4 separate regions of the Mus musculus genome follow, and regions 2, 3 and 4 are each linked to region 1. The links are chromatin contacts, called in public Hi-C and promoter capture Hi-C maps. All regions are on one chromosome and are shown on one strand. Each heading gives the region's core, a stretch centred on a gene start, on an enhancer-like site or on the middle of the called end of the contact. The rest is flanking DNA. Distances are from core to core; before and after follow the strand shown.

Region 1 (3,470 bases), core at 456-2,955:
ACTGGCAAGGGAGTGAGGGAAGCCAGAGAGAGCTGGAAACGAGTTGATCAGCAGTGTGGTCTCAGCTGGAATCTGGCTCCGTTCAGACTCCTCAGCTACACAATGAATTTCTCCACAGTATGGTTTCAGCTAGAGGCCAGTGTGTAGGCTTTGTAATTCCAACATCATTAGTTGTCCATGACTGCCTCTGAGAAGTTAGGAGACAAAGGGATAACCTCTTATCAACTTTTACCTCTGGTTAAGATGGCCCTATCAGGTAAGGACATAGAATACAGGCGCCCAAGACCAGAAAAGGAACTAAGCAGGACCTCTCTATATACAGCATGAAGCCTCAGAGCTTTAAAGGAAGTACCCCAAAGTGAAAAAAAAAAAAAACAAACAAAATACTCCTTCTTTAGAGACATAATCTTAAAAGGCTTATGATGATGCCTAAACCGCTCTCTCTCTCAAACAGAAATTCTTTAGTCTTTAGTCTATTTCCATTCATTCCCAAATCAGAGCACATGGTGATTGGTAAAGAGAGCTCTTGAAGGATAGCTGAGTTGATCTCTGCCTGACGGGTAATTTAGTCCAACAGATGAGATGGTTCAGATCGTAGTATCAAGGAGATCTCTGTCACCAGTAATCTTTTGCAAATGACTTGCAGTGACTTGGAACAGATATCAATAGACTTGGGTGGATCCCATAAAATTACAAGAGACATTATCTTCATTCTCCCTATGGCTTTGATCAGGTTACATAGAAAGTAATCTTTGATGGGAAAAATTGTTGGTTTAATGTATTAATGGTGTGACCTACATAGGGAAATGAAATAGGAGTGGGTCCATTAGCTGAGTAAAGGTATATGTTCAGAGGTTAAAAAATCCTATGCACTCATAAGCCAGCAACTCTACCATTGTGAAACATTTCCCTGAGAGCACAAGCCACTAGTTCCTGGGTAATAGACCACAGATGGAAGCCAGGTTGGCTCAGTCTTGTTCCCAGGATAAAGCCCAAGATGTCAGTTTGAGATCGGATTACCGTGGAGCCAATCTTCAAAGTGTGATCATCCTATAGGCATTTTTGCTGATTGAGAACACTTAAAGGAGTCTTTATGGAAATGGGGGAGATAAAATAGAACTGGAGAAAACATTTTTTTATAATCTGAGTTGAGGCTAATATCACATGAAAGTTTGTTGGCCACCCGGTTATGTCCTGGAATTGAGGCAAGAGGCCAAGTTTTTATGCCCCAGTCATTGAATCACAGTAGGACATCATAAGCATTTCCTGGAGAGGCACATCTCTACAAAGAGCAGCTGGAAGGTACGAGCCTCCACCCCCAGTGCATCTGGTCCACCAGCCGGACAGAAGGGGCGAGGCAGGCACCAAACTGGCTCCATGCATCTTCCATCACTTCATGTGAATACCACAGGATCAGAGGCCTAATGCATAGCAGCCGAAGGAATTGCTTGGAAAGGAACAATCACAGCTCCCACCCACAGCTTCCATGTGGTCTGCTGTCTGCTTTTTGTTTTTTTGTTTTCTAGTGCCTCGAAATGTGAAATCGATCAAAGATATTTTTAAAAAATACGCTCCATTTTAGGTTATCTCTAAGGAAGCCAACCTTCAGTTCTCCAAGGAGGTTGCCAAAGCTATAGATATACTCTGTGTTCATTGAGGAGACTCGCAGCTTCAGCTAGAGCTGCTCCTTTCCAGTCTGTGAGGCAGAGCTCTGCTGGGAAAGCCTACTTGCTGGAGACCCCTGTCCTCAGCACTGTCTGTCCTCCTCCAGCAGGTCCTCACACTCAGGGATAATATTCTGGTTTGTTGCTATGGCTACCCTACTCTTGATGGCCACTGCGGGCTTTAAATAGCCATCCAATGCACTGTTGGGTAACATTTTGTTGTGCTTCCCCCACCAACCCCATGAGTCTTTCCCCCTTCTCTTATCATTGCTGAAATTCAAATGTTTTTTTAATGAGTTTTAAAATATTTGCTTTAAAAAGGAAAGGCCCCAGCAGAAGGCAGAAGGCAGAAAGCAGCTAAATGCAAAAATGGCAGTCATAGTACTACAACTGCAAAGTTCCTCAAAGCTCTAAATAACCCGTACCTATCCTGTTTTACCAGAGGCCCTTTTGTCTGTGAGAGGTTCTCTGGGCTGGTAGTCAGAGCCACAGGAAAAAGAGAATACTGAACCATGTACATGCTCCCAGCCCTAGAAATGACAAGATCCTCATTTTCAAAAACTGATTTATGTATTTTTAATGTGTCCATTTGTGTATGCCTCTGTGCAGATTCTGTCGTCAGAAGGCAGAGGAGGCTGTCTGAGCTGTAGCTACCAGATGTGGGTGCTGAGAGAATCAGATCCTCTGTAAAAGCAGAATATACTCTTATTTGCTGAGCTATCACCCCCATTCTAAATAAAATCTGTCTGACAACTTGTTTTATAGCCCATTAAAGAATATGAACAGTTAGCAAAACAACAACAACAACAAATCACATGTGTGAACCTGTCTGACATGGTAGTATAAGGGCCGCACTCTGGAGGCTGGGGCTGGATGATTTCAAGTTATAGGCTGCTGTGTGACAGACCTTTCCTAAGAAGACACACCACACAAGGCTATTTACCCAGGAAAGGGAACACGTAACACACCAAAGGAATGGCTGTGACAAATTCAATTTTGTGAACTAATGGGTTTTTATTGTATTACTAACAGGAGTATGGGAGAGGGATTACTTACAGGTACTTACTCAAAAGCAGCTACATCACTGAGAAGCCCACCCCACGGTGTGTGAAGACCCACTAAAGATACAGCTCTGAAGCTTTCTGCACAGCTTATTGGCTGCTCCACTCTGGATATCTCTTCGCATTGCAGTTTGGCAGTTCGAATCCCCTCTTCCCCTCATCCATCCCTTTACAGATGTTTATCCCTTTTGATACTACTGGGGGGGGGGCTCTCAAGAATCTTTCAAATGTATGTTCTAGCAATGTGACTTTCACTTCATCTCCTGTAACTCATGAAGAAACATTTCAACTCACTGGGAATGTTTTAATTCAAAGGAAAGCACCGAACAACTCAGGCCAGCCTGAACTACAGAGTAAGAGTTTCTGGTGTACAAAAGTTTATAAAAAAGAAGTCCAAAGCAGATTCTTTAAGTCACAGATCATATCTCCTTAGCATTTTCTGTTTCCATGGATACCGTTTGTGTATCTTTGCCTGGTTGTAGAAGCCTGTCCTGACACACAGGTTCTGGAATGTGTCAGAAAGACAGCATCTCCTAGGGGTGTTCCTTTGTCTAAAGCTCATGGCAGTGAGTGTTAAAGACCTCAGATTCCTCTCCTCTTAGATAGGAGAGAGTGGGCCTACTTTTCACCTTGCTGCAGTCTTCTCTGCAGGTGTTCACAGTCTTAGCCTTCACTTTCCTTCCCTAACACTGTAGAGCTTGACTTCTTTTCTAGATGAACCTAAGGCTATTTTTTTTTCAGATTC
Region 2 (3,470 bases), core at 407-2,906, 720 kb before region 1:
TTCAATATTTATAGTGGGAGGTAAAAATCCCCTGATAGAATCATTATAAGTCTCTAAGGGTGATATGTCAAGTCTATAGAGAAGAGCAAAGTCAAATTTGCTGTAGTGTACATTTGTTTATACTGACCCAACTTATTTATTATTAGAATTTTCTAATATTTTGACCATTCATAACACTACTTGAATGTTGAGTATTTCTCTAAGATTCTGGTTCTAAAACATTGGTAAATTTTACTTCTGGGGATCAGTTGGCAATGATGAAGACAGTTTTTGTTATCATGACTTGAAGTAGTTACTGGCACCTAGTGGGGATAGGCTAGAAATATTACTAAGCATTTTTTGACAGAAAGAATAGTCCTCTTCCCATGCCTTAACAATCAATCCAAATTGCTAGTATTGCTAAGGTTGAGATTTTTTTTTTTTGTTTATTTGTTTGTTTAAAACAGGGTTTCTCTATGTAGCTTTAGCTGTCCTGGGACTCATTCTGTAGACCAAGCTGGCCTCAAACACAGAAATTTGTCCTAAAACACAGTTGAGTTGAACAGTGTAGACTCAGCTAAAGCTTTCTCTTTTAATCACATGATTTTCTCATTTGAGTATTATGAAATACCACTATGGCCTCCTTATTGAGAACACTATAAAGAAGTTTGTAGTTTGTGAAATAATAGAAGAGTGAGCAAATATTCTTGTTTCATCCTGATGTGGCCAGTTTGGGCTACTCCATTGATTCTGGTCTCAGTCACAGGCTTATGGTTACTAACTGAGTATTAGATGTGATATCAGACAAATTCTCACCCAGGCATGTATGATTCGGCTTGTCTTCGACTCTGCTGTTATTTGCCGTTAAAACCTCAAATAAGTGCAAGAGATACATTTGGATCACATCCAAACCAAGGTCAAGCCTTGTCCAGCTGATGTGCAGTCCAAAGTAGAGCCGTCACTAAGCCCAGCTGAGGTCAGCATAGATGCAGACCTGCAAACTTGTAGATGATAGATGCTAATCCCTGTAAAGACAGTTAATTACTATCAATGTGTCAGTAGCTGACACACATGATACCTGGAGTGTTTCCTTAGATTCTCTAGTGTTTATGTATAATGGCTTCTTTACTGGTCTCAGAAAGCAAAATGAAACAAAAGAAACAAATCAAGCAAAAGCAAAATAATTTCTACAAAATATAACAACACCATCAACTAAGAATATTTCACCCTAGGGTCTGGATTCTACAGTGTTTATTCTCAGGTGGAACTTTCTGGGAAGCTATTCATTCATTATCTGTGATCCCATCACACAGCACAGTCTTCTGTCTTTTTTTTCCCTTTCCACAATGCTTATTTGTAATGTGTTTATTGATAGGTTTACTAAGCAGAGGAACTTTGGGGGCAGAAACCATGACATGTGAGCCATCTGTTGTGGCATATGTGCTAGTTAGTTACTTGCTTCTTGGCAGTGTCATAATTGTGATGTAAAGACTTGAGTGGAATAAGGAAATTGTGCTGACTTAGCATTTGTATCATTTATATCCACATATCCATGGCTTATGTTATGAGGGTGAGAAAAAAAGATCGAAATAAATTAGTTAGTGAGAACCTGCTGGGTCTGAGGGAAGACTGGCCTGGAGAAGGGCCTTGCACAGATGGCAGAATATCTGCTTCATGTGCTGTGTGAGCTCACAGAGGGGCTGCTTCCCTGACAGCTGGTGGTAGTGCTGAGCCAGTGCATTTCTAACACTAGATGCAAAATTGTGAGCAAAAAGCCAGTGTTGACACTGTAAAAAAATCATTTTACCTGGAGAAAAATGTGGAGACATACTTGCTTGTAATAAACCACAGAGAGAGTTTTAGTGTATTCTTTACCCAAATTTCCCCAGTAATGGTGTTTAACAAAGTTTTAGCACAACAAAGGTGTTAACATTGATGCAATCAGACACAAGGCATTTTCAGCATCAAAGACTCCCTCCTCTGGTAAAAGAACAGTGTGTCTGAAAAAGTCATAAGATACCATATTATCATGTATCAACCTAAAGCTACATATCTCACATAAGTATACGTGCACAGTATATGTATGCTGTTTAAATGAACATATCCTGTCTAGGCTGACAAAGCTCCCTCCAGGAGCTGGAGAATATTACACAAAAATCACAACATTAGGCATGAAAAGACTCCTTTGAGTTGTTGGTCAGTGTTGTACAAAAGACTCCTAAAACAGCTATTGCTGTTGCCTTTGGTTGCCCTCAGGGATGGAAAGAAAGCCCCTATTATTGAAGTCATCATGTACTTTGGATACAGAACACAGAGAACCCAAGCTGGATCTGACTAAAAGCCTCATTCTTGAAAACAAGTTTTCATGGTACCAGAGGGAACAAACCAATAGTCTTACCTAGCTATGGTGTCTATGAAGCACAACAACAACCCTAAGGGTGTAATAATACCACACATACCTTGGCAGTAACAACAGTTCTCTAGTTAGACTTAAGGCCTTTTCAACCAGAAATAAAGAATACTGAATATTTCTTTAAGTGTTTCTAAGTCATTTGAAATTCCATTATTGAGAGTTCTTTGTTTGTTCTTTGTTTAATGTGTACTCCATATTTTAATTCAATTACTTGTTTTTGAATACATATAGTTTCTTAAGTCTTTTAAAATATATTTTGATATTAGTCATCTATGGGGTGTGGTGTTGGTAAATTCTTTTCCCACTTGGTATGCTGCTGCTTTCTCCAAATGATCATGTCCTTTGTCTTACAGAAAAATTTCACTTTCATGAGGCTCCATTTATTAATTGTTGATCTTAGGTCCTGTGCTACTATTGTTACTTTGTCACTCCTGTGCCAATACATTCAAGACTATTACTAGTCTCTCTTTTTATCAGGTTTGCTATATCTGGATTTGTGTTGAGGCCTTTGATCCATTTGGTCTTGAGTTTTGTGCAGGGTTATAAACATGAGTCATTTTTCATTCTTCTACATACAGACATCCAGTTTGACTAGCACCACTTGTTGAAGATGATTTTTTTTTAGTGTGTATTTTTGGCTACTTTATCTAAAACCAGGTATCCATACATGTTTGGGTTTATGTCTGGGTTTTTAATTTGAATTCATTGATCACTATACCTGTTTGTATGTCAATACCATGCAGTTTTTAGTATTGGAGATCTGTAGTAGAAGTTGAAATCAGGGCCAGTTATATGCCCAAAAGTGTGTTTGTTTAGGGTTGTTCTAGCTATCCTGGGTTTTGTTTTTCCATATGAAGTTCAGAATTGTCACTGCAAGTTGTGTGTACATAATTGTGTTAGAATTATGATGGGGACTTCATTAAATCTGTAGATTGCTTTTGGTAGAATGACCAATATTTTAATCCTACTGATCTATGAGCACTAGAGATCGTTCTGTCTTTTGATATCTTCTTCAGATTCTTTCTTCAAAACTTGGAGTTTCATCATAAAAGTCTTTCACTTACTTGATTAGAGTTAC
Region 3 (3,470 bases), core at 684-3,183, 690 kb before region 1:
GCAAAATCATATTTCAAAATATTAGATATTTAAAGAGGTAGAAGGAATTGCATACTGACTTTTATCCAACTCTTCTGGGTCCCCTCTTTTTAAATCTAATAACTAGGTTTTTATTTTGGAAGGCTGCTGATGACTGACTAATGGTAGTTTAGATGCAAAAATTTAGGCTGTCAATTTTTTTTTTATCTAAACTGTAATGAAAACGAAGTTTATCCCCTGTGCAGTATTGTAAAACCTCCCCAATTGGGGGAGCAAAACTTATGTTCTTAAAATTCATTCACACAAGTTTCCAATCACAGGTACCCTTTGCTGTGTGGTTCTAATCCTCCAGTGTTTCACATTCTACAACCTAAAATTGGGTGACATAACTGAATCACAGCTCTTACTTCCGTTTGGGGTCCCCACATTGGAAGCGTAGATACTCTTGAAGCTTGCAGGGCTAATCCAGGTGTTTAAGGCAGCCGTGGCACTTACTCTGGAATATGTCCTATGTGTTGCTTGTTGTCTGAAATGGTGCTCGAAACAGCAAAGTGCTGGCCCTCTGCTGCAGTTGCATTTCTCATGTAATTGAGAACATCTTGTCGGTTTTATCTTGTTTTGAAGGGTGGTCACTTTTTTTTTTTTTTTTTTTTGGTGATTCAAATGTCACATAATCAGGAAATCTGACTGATAATTTCTCTAGAATCGAGTATGTGGCCTATTTACCAAAGTGAATCTCAAGAACCTTTGCTGGAATTATGAGAAATAAGTGTGTTCCTTTGCTACAGTGAGCACATCAACTAGTGCACAAGCCTGGCCATGTTGATGGATGCATTCATAGCTACTTCCTTAGGGAGTTTGCTTCCCAGTGATGCTTATATAGAAGAAAGCACCAAAAGAAAAGCCAAGCCAGATTCCAAATGACACATTTGAGTTAGAAACCTATGCACCTTTCATCATGTAGCCCAATGTGTTCTTGTTTTTCCTTGAAACATTTTATTTTGCACTTCAAATTCAATATCCATATACATTTCCTAGGGATCTCTCTGTAATGTTGAATTTGACTTAGGACAGTTAGGATGGATTTTGATTTGTCATCAGGGCATGAGGTAATTCTCATGGATGATGATATTTGATGTATCAGGGCTTAAGTGTCTACACCATTTTGCACAATGGAAATTACTTTTTAGCATGTCACTGCTTGTTTAAAGTGGTAGCCATTAAAGACGCCACTCTTTTGTAGGCAACTTCTTTGTGCACTTGTGCTGTACGCTTCCATGTGCCTGTGTGCACTTGTGGAAGCCAGAGCATGCTGTTGGGCATCTTGTTCTGATGCTCTCTGCTTTACTCTCCTGAGACAAGGTCTCTCCCTGAACCTGGAGATAGCCCCTCTCCATTTTAACACTGCTGAGGTTTTAGGTACACATGGCTTTTCATGTGGTTGCTGGGGAGACCAACTCAAATTCCCCATGCTTATACAGCAAAGTATTCACTCACCAGCCCCAACTTCTGTACTTTTGAGTTAATTTTTCTTAAGAGGGTCACAAAGAAGGGACAAGTGAGCAGTGCGTGAAGGCCAGATTGACAGCCAGTGAAATAACTCAGTAGGAATCGTAGGCTCCAGAAGGTTCATCCTTCCTTCTCCAACTCTTGAAGCCCAGATTCATCTTATTGGAAGCATTTAGTGCAACATAGCCTGTCTCTGCTTGGGACCTGGGAGAATTACTGCCCACGCTTCCTTCAGGGTCCACCCTGCTGTCCAACAGAATGGCTATCCCACCTGGGCTGTGATCTAATTTATTTTCTTTCCTCAGTTCCAGGTTTCTGAGAGCTAGTGCCGGTAACAGAAGCAGCACCATTGCTTTGCCGTATCGGAAGCTGGCTGTGTGCTGACAGCACTGTGTGGTTCCGGATGAGCTCTGCCTGGTTCCCTGCCTGGTGACTCAGTGAGCTGGTTTCTCTGTAACGGGAGCATATGCCCCATGCATGCTGTGTTAGCAGATTATTAATAACCACACAGAAGTACTGAAGCAGGCACGAGCATCTCATCTCTCTGTAAGCGTATCACTTTCAAATCCAGATCCTCTCCTAATCTGTTCATGGACTCTTCTTGACACAATCACTTTTCATATAGAAATGATGCATGTCTCTAATGTTCTAGTACATTGTCTCTGAACCTCGCTTTCTTTGTCTTCATCAAGTGTTCGTCAAGCAGCGTGGCATTACTTGATCTCAGGAGTATTTTTCCTCAATAATGTTAAATGTGGAGAATCCTATCCAGTCTGTCTCTACAACAGAGGATTTCAACCTGTGTGGCGAGAAGCCACAGAGGTCAAATGACCATTTCACAAGGGTAGCTTATAAGCTATCCTGCACATCTGTTGTTTACATTATGATTCATAACAGTAGTGAAGTTACAGTTATGAAGTAGCAATGAAATAATTTTATGGGTGGGAGTCACCACAAGATGAGGAATACAAGGTCAACGCATTAGGAACGGTGAGAACCACTGCTCTGCAATCTTGAAGATGACGAAGGAAGTTTGTTATTTTCTATTTCAAGAGGCAAATGCTACTTTAATTTTTTTTTATTACTTTATAGCCTCAGGATGAGTACATGATGACAAAGGTAACAGAGCTAACACCAGCAGCCAGAAAGAATAAATAAGTCAATCTAATCAACAAATATCTAGAAAATTGCTAGATTCCTGCTGAAGTTATGTTTTATTAGCATTGAGAAGGAATGATAGCTTGAACGTAGTCTTTAGACTAGAAAGTGACATTTACAATACTTGCCATATGAGGTCCTCTTTTGAAGCCATTGTAAAAGCTGAATAAGCAGCCATGTGTGAGGAACAAAGATGGCGTTGTGTCAAGACAGACTTGTTCTCGTGTCTCAGCAGGCTTCTGGAAGCTTCTCCTGCTGGCTGAGAGGTGGGTATCAGGGAATGCACACAATATTTCGCTCTATTAAGAAATTTTTAACCAGTAGCTAAAATATTTTATAATACCATTATGCATTGCATCTTGTATAAAAATATGTTCGACTTGATTTACTGGCTCTCCTGTCAAGCAAATATATAAGAAGGGAGAATGAGCCCTGGATATGCCAGGAAGGGAAAGAAAAATGGACTTTTCTCAAAATTATTTTGGCTTTATTCCAGATAAAAGGCCTTTAATTTTCCCTTAGATAAGAAGAAAATCACCTTATCAGTCTCTCAACATTTGTTAAGGACTCCCTTTTATAATACACAAATAGAACCTTTGTTGGCAAAGAGCAGAGGCTGGGATTAATAGATTGTGAAAAGACAATATTTCCTGAAAGAGGAAGGCATTTTTCCTTTAGAGTTTTGAGATTACCCAAGGGGGATTTGCTGCTGGCAGCCAAATAGTTCTATAGGAATTATTAGGGCAGTGGAAGGAACATTTGTGGGAAATGTCAAAGTGATAACTGCAGAGGGACGACCAGAATGTTACTCATTGTGGCAGAGT
Region 4 (3,470 bases), core at 610-3,109, 550 kb after region 1:
TAACATGTGAAAAGGAACAAAAGGGCTCCTAACACCAGAAAAAATTCAAGGCCAAACATACTCACTGGTACTCTCGTTCCCCAGCTGAAAAGTTCTGAATTCATACAGTTGAATCCTTCTTAACAGTCTGCTTTACGGGAACCTTTATCACCGTCGTTCCCCAGCTGATGAGTTCTGAATTCGGCAGTTGAATCCTTCTCAACAGTCTGTGTTACGGGAACCTTATAACCTTGATTCGCAGTTCTGGTTCTGGAATGAAGTATCCCTCCTGCGCCAGTCCGGAGTTTTTTCTCGTCCCGGATTTTCTCGTCCCGGAATTCGGCACCAATTGTTATTCGACGCGTTCTCACGACCGGCCAGGAAGAACACCACAGACCAGAATCTTCTGCGGCAAAGCTTTATTCTTACATCTTCAGGAAAAGAGAGCAAGAAGCAAGAGAGAGGGAAAAGCAAGAGAGCGAAAAAGCAAGAGAGAGAGAAAACGAAAACCCCGTCCCTCTTAAGGAGCATTCTCCTTCGCCTCGGACGTGTCACTCCTTGATTGGCTGCAGCCCATCGGCCGAGTTGACGTCACGGGGAAGGCAGAGCACAAGTAGTCATAAGATACCCTTGGCACATGCGCAGATTATTTGTTTACCACTTAGAACACAGGATGTCAGCGCCATCTTGTAACGGCGAATGTGGGGGCGGCTCCCAACAGAAGAAGCCAAGCATGAGTGTGATTTTGAGTGAAACCTCAACCTCAGCTTGATCCGACAAGGTCTCTGTAGCATAACTTTCATGTCAGTTTGTGCGTCCCAAAGGCAAAGGGGACAGGCATTTGACGTTCTGCAATAATAGGGTATCACGTATGAGCTCCTGTGGGACCAGACTTTGGGCATCTGTAATGCCTATGGGTGAAGGAAGCAGCTTTTAGTAGCAAAAGATGCAGAACCTGGGAAATGGAAAAACAATGTCCAAAAGAAAGATATATGGACATCTTGATTGACCACTAGTTCATGCCCATGCTGTGGAAACCCCTTCAAGGGGCTATAATGAACTTATTCATGGATGTCTTCTCTAGCCCACTGTTGTTGGTAGGTCACCTATTACTGTACTCTCTTGTAGAAGTGACTCTTCTAGAATCTGTCACTTCTGGTGCATAACACTAATTGAAAGGCTAGCATTTCAGAGAAATATGTCAGAGATAATATTTAAAAGATGCCATTCTGTCAGGCTTGTCGCTGGAGTGTGACATGACTACAGGAGCCCTGTTAGAAGTAATGAGCCAAGAGGAGCTCAAGTCGCTTGGTTCATTCAGCAGAGCGAGGCTCAAGGATTGAGCTAATATTATTACTGACCATAAATGTTGTTAGGGGGATGGAGAGGATGTTAACGCCACTAAGCATTACAATCAAATCTCAATAATGACCAGCGAAGCAGCCTAATAAATTGTAGATTATGTGTGCCATGCATATTCATTCTGTCAGAAACCTCAACTTCCTGGCTGATAGAATTTCAAGGGCTTATGCTACAAGCACTGGGCTTAAAGCCACATGTAGGAAAAGAAAAAAGATGATGAAGGAAAATAATGCTGAGAATTCTGACAGAATTATCTAAGTCTAGTGCCTTAGCTACTTCGTGTCCCCTGACGCCCCCCCACCCCCGCCAATTTTCCACTAATGTATATAAGAAAATGATGTAAAGGTGCAGAATTACTGCGGAGTAAGAAACCACAGCTTTGAACGTGAGTGTTGTGAATGCAGAACATCCTCCCGAATCCGTCCTGAGAGGATGGTTTCTGGTTTAGACTGGCTTCCTCTGTTGCTCGTCATGCACCATGGAACAGCAGGTCTCCCAGTCTCGTTTCTCTGGCTGCCAAGCTTGCCAAGCACATTTTGGAAAAATGAGAAGTTCCTGTCACTAAGAAAGAGGATGCCATGTGTGTGCATTTGTTAAAAATAAATCTGCTTTCACCAAATCTCATCCAGGAAAATCTAAGGAAAACCCTTCAGAAGAAATACTCTCAGAGTATCAATGATTTCCATGTTCTGAGCATCTCCCAGAAGCCATAGTTTCTTTTGAATTGACCTCTGATTTCTGAGGATTTTTAGATCTCTTTAGAGAAGTCCATTTTAGAGGGTATTTCTCCTTTCCTCAGGGTTTAAGACACCAGGCGACAAACAGCATCTTCCAGACGCAATTTCTTCCTCACTGGCCTCCCTTTGCCCAAGAAGATGCTGCCCCCTGGCGGCAGACAGGGGAACATGTACACACGTCTACATTTCCAACCCATCTTATTCTCAGATGAAAACAAGCAAACAGCCCTTGAGGCTTTTCTTTGCTAATATTAATTTTTTGCATAATAATATGACGCCCACTCACCTGTTTCAACTCACAATTTTTATCCCCAGGAAAATACAGAGGAAATGATTTACAGTAGTCACTGTATGTGGGCAGCATCCCTTCCAATGTTCCTACTACCAGGAACAAGGCCCCAAGGTTCAAGCTTCACCATGATGGTTGACTCTTTAAACATAGCTTTATTTCCTTCCAGTATCAAGGTCTGGACTTAGAAGAGAGGAGGTCGTCACCTTCGTGCCCTCACAGCAGTCTCCCACAGAAGCTAGCACAACCTAAAAGGACCCTTGTCTCTGTGAGCAAACTCAAAACTCAAGTGGGTGGCAGAACGGGGATATTACTCTGTCAAGGATGAGTCCTCACCTTCCTAGCCTTATGTGTGAGCCCCTCAAATCCTAGGAATCTATTAACTGCCTGGATTCCTGTTGACGAGGCTGAAGCGTCTGTCACAGTGCTCAGCCTCTCATTCTTCCCTAGGTCTCACAGGGGCTCCCGTGGCAGCTCATTAGGCAGCTACTGGTCTATTGGTGGGGATAAGGATCCCAGCCGGCACCCCCGAATGTTCTGGAGTTAATTCGATTATAAAAACAAACAAACAAACAAACAAACAAACAAAAACCCAAAGCAAACCAAAAGAAACAAAAGGAAGGAAAGGAAAGGAGACTCAGGCAAACCTGATTCAGGACTTCATTATTTCCATTAAAAATACAGGTTAGAAGCAAAGATTATTATTTGAGTAACTCACATTCTGGTGTTTCAAAGTTTTCTGAGAACCTCACTAGAACTAAAGAGTGGAACATTTTTGTGACAGTTTATTATTTTTCTGCTGGCTCTCCTCCCCTTGCCCTTCCTCATTGCTTTGGCCCCCTCTTTCACAGATATTGAAGACACATGTATGCCTGGTAGCCATGGGGGCCAAAAGAGGTTGTCCAAGGTCCTGGAACTAAGTCTGTGTCAGGAATATAACTGGGGTCCTCTGTAAGATAAGGAGTGCTCTAAAGTGCTGAGCTGTCTTCTGTGGTATTTAAAAATCGACATAATAATTGCATCATTTCCTGGTTCCCCTTTCTTCCTATAAACATTCTCATATAAATTAACGCTTATTTTCATTAGTTATTGCTTCATGCATA

Evidence for each region. Promoter capture Hi-C pulls out the DNA fragments that hold promoters and counts their contacts. A called contact is a pair of places that touch in the nucleus more often than the background predicts.
Region 2: a Hi-C map of cerebellum shows a contact between it and region 1, with 1.8 times the contacts expected there. The contact joins two enhancer-like sites.
Region 3: a contact with region 1 is called in a Hi-C map of cerebellum, with 2.2 times the contacts expected there. The contact joins two enhancer-like sites. A contact is called at or near these places in 4 of 484 Hi-C or Micro-C datasets (cerebellar granule neurons and cerebellum).
Region 4: a contact with region 1 is called in a promoter capture Hi-C map of hippocampal neurons, with 4 times the contacts expected there. The contact joins two enhancer-like sites. A contact is called at or near these places in 1 of 39 promoter capture datasets (hippocampal neurons), 2 of 484 Hi-C or Micro-C datasets (cerebellar granule neurons and cerebellum) and 1 of 115 datasets of contacts at active chromatin or transcription factors (embryonic fibroblasts).

The regions. Positions count from the first base shown.
Region 1 is chr2:138,585,851-138,589,320 of GRCm38.p6, reverse strand. Gm14061 (a long non-coding RNA gene) reads right to left here. Exons shown (of 6, transcript XR_866782.2): 3 at 1-187. Among named protein-coding and RNA genes, the nearest start is that of Gm14061, 6.5 kb to the right of the region's middle. Within about 2 kb of position 1,705, at least 13 of the 459 cell types and tissues checked have an H3K27ac peak or open chromatin away from gene starts, as enhancers often do. A contact at or near this core is called in cerebellar granule neurons, cerebellum and hippocampal neurons, where this site is marked.
Region 2 is chr2:139,309,672-139,313,141 of GRCm38.p6, reverse strand. No RefSeq gene overlaps it. Among named protein-coding and RNA genes, the nearest start is that of Gm14066, 4.5 kb to the right of the region's middle. Within about 2 kb of position 1,656, at least 10 of the 459 cell types and tissues checked have an H3K27ac peak or open chromatin away from gene starts, as enhancers often do. A contact at or near this core is called in cerebellum, where this site is marked.
Region 3 is chr2:139,276,179-139,279,648 of GRCm38.p6, reverse strand. Gm14066 (a long non-coding RNA gene) reads left to right here. Exons shown (of 6, transcript XR_375033.2): 4 at 1,794-2,912. Among named protein-coding and RNA genes, the nearest start is that of Gm14066, 29 kb to the left of the region's middle. Within about 2 kb of position 1,933, at least 18 of the 459 cell types and tissues checked have an H3K27ac peak or open chromatin away from gene starts, as enhancers often do. A contact at or near this core is called in cerebellar granule neurons and cerebellum, where this site is marked.
Region 4 is chr2:138,032,315-138,035,784 of GRCm38.p6, reverse strand. No RefSeq gene overlaps it. Among named protein-coding and RNA genes, the nearest start is that of Gm14062, 160 kb to the right of the region's middle. Within about 2 kb of position 1,859, at least 24 of the 459 cell types and tissues checked have an H3K27ac peak or open chromatin away from gene starts, as enhancers often do. A contact at or near this core is called in cerebellar granule neurons, cerebellum and hippocampal neurons, where this site is marked.